2 separate regions of the Hordeum vulgare genome follow, and region 1 is linked to region 2. The links are chromatin contacts, called in public Hi-C maps. All regions are on one chromosome and are shown on one strand. Each heading gives the region's core, a stretch centred on a gene start, on an enhancer-like site or on the middle of the called end of the contact. The rest is flanking DNA. Distances are from core to core; before and after follow the strand shown.

Region 1 (4,203 bases), core at 277-2,776, 380 kb before region 2:
TAGAATAATTTCCAAAAGTCCCCAGAACAATTATGGCACTTCCGAAAAGTTCCGCACATATGCCAAAAACCTTTTTGGCTTAATGGTTTAGTCCAAAACAACATTTTAGTTTTACCGAAACTTTTTCGGTGTTCTCTCCGAAACCTTTCCGTTTTCTCCAAAGCTTGTCCGACGAATTTCTCTCATATTCCATGTCTAGTATTCAGTAGAGAGATGACCCTTAAGTGTGTGACCCTATAGGTTCGGTGAAGTATATAGACATGACCTGGAACACTTCCCGATCAATAATCAATAGCAAAACCATGGACACCCATACTGATCCGTGTACCCACACAAATGAATATTCGACCGAACCTGTAGTTTGGTGTCTGCTATAAATGTTGCTTTGTGATATGATACAGACACCTCAGGTGACACTTGTCGGCATTCCCATGGATCAACAACTTGTCCACTATGTCAGTTACCTCGTTACCATTTTTGTTCATTTTTCTCGTTTCCGTATTTCGGCATCCTGGTGATCAAATCACATTGTGTCTGGCGAGACGACGATGTATACCGTAACACCGAGAGGGCCCTAAGAATATCTTCCATCGTCGGAGGAGAAAATCCCAATCTTGAGCTACCAAGTTACATGTCATACTTTTGTGTGAACCCATAAGCAGTCGTAATAGCCACCTTGTCACAGATGACGTTTAACAAACCCCAAAGTTCACGAAGTAAGTACAAAGGAACTCGGTACTCTCTTGGTCTAAGGAATTTTGCAAAGTTAACTTTTTATGTGTTATAAAGCATTTACTTGTGACCAATATATCTCATAGCATAGCATCAATTCGGTTTGATTCAACACAAATGTTCTTCTAACATTGTGCCCTCAAAGTTGTCAGCATAGTCTTGCCCATTACGAGGAAAACAAGATCATCATGAAATACTTGTGCTAGTCTTAAAGGCATAACTAGCAATACATTTTACCATTTATTATACCACACATGCACATGAATTTTCCTCCGAGCCTCGTGGTTATTGTACACTCAGGAATCATTGCACTTATAGCATGGAACATAAACATTCGTTACAAACTTGAAGATACAAAATACCTATTATTATTGCCTCTAGGGTATACATACAGTCAATCTTTTAAAAAGATCGGTCGACGGAGGCATAGCAGCGTCTCTTTTTAAATGCATGTTTAATACTCTCAAATGTTTGATTAACATTTTTAAAAATATATGATCAACTTTTTCACACACATTTTATATTTGTCATGTACACCAGAAACATTTTCTCTATACATTTAATATTTTTCAAATGCTTGATTACATTTTTCAAATGTTTTACGTAAAGTCTTTTAGGTGATATGTTTCTTAGAATATTTAGAATTATCAATAGAAGTAGAAAAAATAAAGCAGAAAGAAAAAAAGAAAGATCAACTAAAAAACGAGGTTGTGGCCTCCAGTGCACCTCGCGCGGCCCACCTGGAAGTACTCTTGGCGCGATGGTTCCCTAATTCTCGCCAATCCACGGCATGGAATCAAAGAGGCCCGCCCATATCATATCAGCTGAAAAATATCCACGAATTAGAGGTATTTATGGAAACATCCTATTCTTCGCTCTCTATGAAGCGGTGTCATGTCAGGGCTTCACATAGAGAGCGGGGAGGGGAGTGATTTTTGCAGCGCCCCACTTTTGGGAAGCTTTCGAGCCGATCTTTTCCGGTTTTGGGAAATTCTAAAAGGTTCCTAAACCGGTTTTCTCACTTAATTTTTTCTTTATTCTTTTATGTTTCATTTTTTTTCTTTTTTTTGGTTTCAAAAAATGTTTTTGGATTTACAAAAAATGTTTAGTATTTTCCAAAAAATATTCTGGATTTCAAAAAATGTTTTGTATCTTCAACAATTTTTTCTTAAATCTTCTTAAATTGTTCTAAAGATTCAAAAAATTCTCGGTTTCAAAATTTGTTCTTAAGATTCAAAATATGTTCCTGCTTTAAAAAATTGTTCTTTGTTTCAAATTTGTTCTGGTCTTTTTTTAAATTGTTGTTGATTTCAAAGTTTTGTTCTTAAGATTCAAAAAATGTTCGTGCTTTCAAAATTGCTTGCGCTTCCAAATTTGTTCAAGACTTTTCAAAATTCTTCTCGTTTTCAAAATTTGTTCTCAAGATTCAAAAAATATTTGTGCTTTAAAGCTTTGTTCACTCTTTCAAATTTGTTTAGGGATTTTCCAAATTGTTCTCCATTTTAAAATTTAGTTCTCAAGATTCAAAAAAATATTTGTGCTTGAAAAAATTCTTCGCGCTTCCAAATTTCTTCATTTTTTTCAAAATTGTTCTCCATTTTAAAATTTTGTTCTCTAGATTCAAAAATGATCATGCTTTAAAAAATTATTCGCGTTTCCAAATTTTTCAGGATTTTTGAAAAAAGTTCTCAGTTTCAAAATTTGTTCTCAAGATTCAAAAATGTTCGAGCTTTAAAACTTTGTTCGTGCTTACAATTTTGTTCGGGGTTTTTCAAAATTTTGTTCTTAAGATTCAAAAAATGTTCGTGCTTCCAAATTTGTTCAGGATTTTCCAAAATTATTCTCCGTTTCAAAAAAAAAAAATCACGATTCAAAAAATGTTTGTGCTTCAAAACATTGTTTGCGCATCCAAAAAAAATTCCAAGATTTTTCAAAACTGTTCTCGATTTCAAAATTTGTTCTCAATTTCAAAAAATGTTTGTGCTTTAAAAATTTGTTCACGCATACGAATTTGTTCGGGGTTTTCAAAATTGTTCTCCATTTCGAAATACTGTTCTCAAGAGTCAAAAAATGCTCATGCTTTCAAAAATTGTTTCCGCTTCCAAATTTGTTCACAATATTCAACATTGTTATCGGTTTTAAAATTTGTTCCATAGATTTCAAAAAATATTCGTGCTTTAAAATTTTGTTCGCGCTTTCAAATTTATTTTCCATTTTAAGAAAATGTTCAGGTTTTTAAAAAATGATGGGAAATTCGACATTTCTTTGTTTTCATAAAAAAGGAAAAAGGAAAAGAAATAAAAAACGAACTAAAATGCTAAAAAGGAAATAAGAAGAAAAGGAAATAAAGAAACAGAAAAGAAAAAAAGAACTCGGCCGGCCTAGTCGGACGACCACACTGTGCGTCCTCGGCACTCCGAGACGCACAATGCGGCATGTATGAGCCCCAATTTTTATGGGAGCTCCTATTGGTGCTTCACGCGCCAACTTTTTTTTGAGACAATTCCACGAAGCTTTATTAATTCGTCACAATGTTTACAAGGACGGATGACACATTTCCTGGATGTCTTAACCAAACATGGCGGCTACCTCGCACGTTAAGAGCATGCTGCACTAAATTGTGAGCTTCAGAACTGGAACTGCTACGTTCGTAAACGAACTTACAAGAATGAAAAGAAATTGAAATGTCTAAAATTTCTTGAGCTATCGCACCGTAGGTTGCCGAGGTTCGATTCAGGATATCATTTACTACTACCTCACAATGTGAGGCAACGTGGATGTTTTGAATGTATAGATCATTCGCCACTGCAAGAGCTTGTGTGGTAGCCAAAGCTTCCATGGTAGGTGGATCTAAAATAAATCCGAAAAAAACGCCGCAGCTCCCACGAAAGTGCCCCTGATCCCTCGAGATGACACCAACAGACCCAAAGCCATGTCTAGAGACAACTCGAGCGGCATTTAACTTAGCAATGCCAGGTGCGGGAGGGATCCATTGTGGCACTTGTTGTGGGGGATTGCTGATCCTAGCACGAACATATTTGTTGTTGATCTCGCTCAGCTCCCCAAGATACGAGTTGATGAAGCCGTGTACGACTGCCGGCGAATGAAAAACGTCCTCATGAATTGCTTTCCTCCTAGCTCCCCAGATTGCCCATAGGGTCCCCATGAGGCGGGCAAAATCATCTTCTGCCAAAATTTCATGTAATGCAAAGATCCAATCCTTGGCGTTGTCCTCCATATGATTGCTCATTGCCTCCACTATATGTCCTTTGCTAGCACCCAAACACTGCTTCCCATAGGGCAGGTTAGTAGTGCATGTCGCCAAGTATCTCGGGCACCACACAAAGCACACATATCGATTGTCGCTATTTTTTGGTGCTACATCAGAATACCACATGGGATAGATTGTCTTGCCAATCTCCAAACGAAAACCCAAAGTTTTGAGGGAACTTCGATGTGCCAAATAGATGT
Region 2 (3,819 bases), core at 764-3,263:
CCAACCGTGCCTATCCTTGGAGGTCCTTCCCACGGTACTTGATCGTTTGCCAACACTATGGAAAGTGTAAATCCAATTCAGCTCGTTTCCGGATTTCCAAGTGTTAGCGTAAATGGATTCTTCTGGACCCTTGGTACAGAACTCAAAACCAAAAGCACCATTGTCAGGATCCAGTTTAAGAACAGCATGCAAATGAGTAGGCGATGAAGTAACTGTGATAGGCCGGGCTTCCCCACTCGCCTGGCATTTAGGTGTGGGCGTTTGGTCAGATCTTGAGATACCACTCAACAAAGATTTGCGCAGTGCACTATCTTTTCCTCTAACTGGTGGATTACCACATTTTGCATCTTCCATTTCCATGAGGGAGGGATTCCTCAGAGATTTGGACTTCATGAAAGGATCCAAAATTTTCTTAAATGCACTAGATCGAGATTTTTTCTTGCCATCAACACCATGAACACTTTCTGATGGACATGTAGCATCACAAACACCCACCTTAGCTGACAAGGACTTGGGGAGATTACTCACTGAATCTATTCTGCCATGATTACTCCTATCAGGATGAAGGCCAACAGGAGGTTGGCAATTTGATATTGTACCTTTGCTACTGCTGGTTTCTAGCAAATGAGGAGTAGCATTTGCGCCGGGACACGTGGCATTGTCTTCTTCAAGCGATAACCCCAGGAAACTGTCTCTTACATCCTCTTTTAACAAATTGCAGTCCTTGCGTGGCCTTCCAAGCCTCAAGTTGTCATTAGGAACCTCACGCGAGGAAATATCCAGAAGCTCCCTGGTATCTTGACTAAATCCACGGGTTATGTTCATAGAAGACCTCGACTTGCATGAACTGCTCCGTTGCGGAACCAAGTAAGCTGCACTTGTGCTGGGCTGAGAGGACGAATCGATGGTCCCAAATGACATGAATGCATCTCTTTCGTGTATAGAGTCTAACTTCTTCCTCCCCTCTTGGAGTTTCCTTAGTCTGCTGACATCGCTGGAGCTCTGGTACATAGAACCACGACTATGCATGATGCTATCTTCTGGGTTTTCCTCGCGTCGTCTTGAAGGCAGACTCTTGCAATGAAAATTTGGGATCCTGTTGAGGCGCATTTCGCCCGAGTTTCCATCCGGGCATTTCAGTTGTGCTGCCCTGCTAGGACTCTCTGTTTCCTCGTCAATCGGTTCCATGGTCTCCTTGGCTACACTGGGCCGAGATCGGTTCCCCATTTAGGAAACCTGCATTGAAACCATAATACATTGCTCGAATCAGAACAGAGAAAATAGGACAGTGACATCAGCCCTAATCCAAGAAAAACATAGGGTACAACGCACCCAGTTATATGTATCAAGTTCGACAGTGGAGAAACATTTACGAGCTTGAGAGTCCACCCATCCTATGCATCAAATCCGTCCAAGAAAGAAAAATACAGTAATCGGAGTACATCCTATCTGCTTCCAGTGGAGTTTCCATTCATTCACATTCAACTTCAATACCTAAGTTTCAATAGGAACACGACAAGGCCAAGAAAATAAGAATCTAAATCTACTCTGGGATCACACATCACATTATCATTGAATGAGCTGAATCATTCGGGGAGAGGATGAACCCTCGCAGATGGGAATCGAATCCCACCACGAGGTCAGCAGAAAAGGAACCCCTCTCCCCCCACTTCTCGAAGAAACGCATCAGCAAACCTGCTCGCCATTAGTCCCTCCTAAAAAGTCCAACCTTGCGGGCCGGTCAAGCCCCGCCGCGCAAATCTACAGCCAACCGCCGCCGCGCCCGCAAGCGTCGAAGGGAAGGACAGGTATCGGCATGAATGAACCAGAAAAGGGATCGAGAGACGCCATTATTCACCTCGGAGCGGAGACGACGGGGAGCAGACCGGCGCGGCAGAAGAGGCAGTGGACTTTACTGGTCCGTCAGTCTCGCGCATCTGTCTCGTGTGAGTGAGGGAAAGATTCTTGGCGGCTGACGAAAATGAAATGGAGGTTCCGGGATCCTATTTTGCGCCTTCGCTGCTAGGGACGGGTGTGAAATACATGGAGGCATGGGGGCTAGAGTGTAAAGACCGATCCGCGGCGTTCTGGGCTGCTCCGTTGGGCCGGTGGGACACACCTTGTAGGCCCGTGTCAGACCGGGCCCAGATTTTTTTTTATCAAAAGGGGTTTTCCCTGCCTCATTTTATATCATAAAGAAAAAAGGTCACCATTACATAGCAGCTGACCTAATACTAGTATGAGCCTAGAAGAGAAAGTCTGGCCTAAACGGCTGCAAATTCTAACATACGAGAACAACGTTTATCCAACGCGGTGTTTAAATTTTTGTTACGCCACCATGGACTACAACTAAGGAAGGCCTCGCTGACAGATCAAGTTCATCTTCCATTCCTCGGCGATGGGGTCCTGACGCCTCTGGCCTCACTCCCATGCAATCTGCAACACCTCTCCACGCCGTTTGTTCAACAGAAGGATGCATCTTCTATATTAATATATACCATCTATATCAATATAATTTGCCTAAAAAAATCTATATCAATATTATCCCCCCAAAACGAACCTTTATCAATAGAGAAAAAGAGTTACGGATATCCAACAAATTTCACTCGTTCAATCGCACCTATCCAATAATCTACGTCACTGGTGTTTAGCGTTAACATGTTTAGCACAAAACATATTTAGCACCCTTCACTATCACTAGAGGGTGAAGGCCTCTCATTCAATTGAGAAATTTGGTTTTTGGTTTCATTCTTCATTTTGACTTGGTCAAGATTCTTTTTAAGAGCTTTCTCGTGAGGTGATCAATTTCAAATGTGGTTCACGGTTTTAATTGTTCAATGATTTCTTAAATCAATCGACATCAACCGACTTATAAAAAGATACCAGTTTCGTACATGCTCTTATCACGTGACAAAATATACTTGTCAACATGTGTGATAAAGGCAAAGTTGTTCCTGTCTTTTGATAAGATGGTGGTTATCATTTTGGAGTAGACTTTGACGATCCAACTACGAACGTGTGAGGACGTCGTGCCTTAGCAATCGCTAAACCAACTCCGAGAGGTTATTGACCACGCCGAAGCACGGTCAACCTGACCACGAGGGTCCGTTTCCTGCACGCAAACGAACAACAAGCAAGAAACTAAGATTGCAATCTGGATATTGCGAATATAAGTGAAAAGCTTTATTGATGAAAGTGGGGTTCTCTGACGCCTTTGTCTGGTCATGGAACACAAACAAAGAACGCGAAGTTGCAGCTATGGCGAACTTGTAATCAAAAAAACAAGTCTAAACGGCGTTCTAAGGGTTGTATATATGGGGGAATGGAGGAGGAATTCGGAGACCCCTTGGAGGAGGGGTCCGAAACCGATCCTAACTCGGTTTCCCCAGACATACGGACTCCAAAAATAGTCTATAATATGGTATTTCGAAATTACACGGGCCCGGCCCAAAAATAAGGTGGAGCGGCACCTATAATAGCCTATGGACAAAATTTATAAAGTGGCGTCATGAATATTTCGTCCAAGCCTTCATGTTTTCCTTATGGTGGCTTCAAAGTGCGAAAATCACCAGTACAAGCTTCATTGTTCTTTCCCGCGCATGCACCTTCTACTCCATGCTTGATCCCGCTCCAACAGATGTCCTTCTTGTCCATGCTAGGTCCTTCATTTATAAGTACAACACAAATATCTAACTTAGGCAGCATCATATATTCATGAACATTAGAAGGATTTCCAAGAAATGAAAGTACCTGGTAATTCAATTGGCGTGCGCAAGCTTTGGTAATTGGTCCAGCATGTATAGCAACTGGGGTTGTGGG

Evidence for each region. A called contact is a pair of places that touch in the nucleus more often than the background predicts.
Region 1: a Hi-C map of seedling shows a contact between it and region 2, with 2.9 times the contacts expected there. The contact joins the enhancer-like site here to the promoter of LOC123438278 in region 2. A contact is called at or near these places in 2 of 6 Hi-C or Micro-C datasets (leaf and seedling).

What each region holds. Positions count from the first base shown.
Region 1 is chr1H:373,187,089-373,191,291 of MorexV3_pseudomolecules_assembly, reverse strand. No RefSeq gene overlaps it. Among protein-coding and RNA genes, the nearest start is that of LOC123438304, 140 kb to the right of the region's middle. Within about 2 kb of position 1,526, at least 2 of the 3 cell types and tissues checked have open chromatin away from gene starts, as enhancers often do. A contact at or near this core is called in leaf and seedling, where this site is marked.
Region 2 is chr1H:372,807,841-372,811,659 of MorexV3_pseudomolecules_assembly, reverse strand. LOC123438278 reads right to left here and starts at 2,013. Exons shown (of 3, transcript XM_045115766.1): 1 at 1,859-2,013; 2 at 1-1,236. The coding sequence starts at 1,227.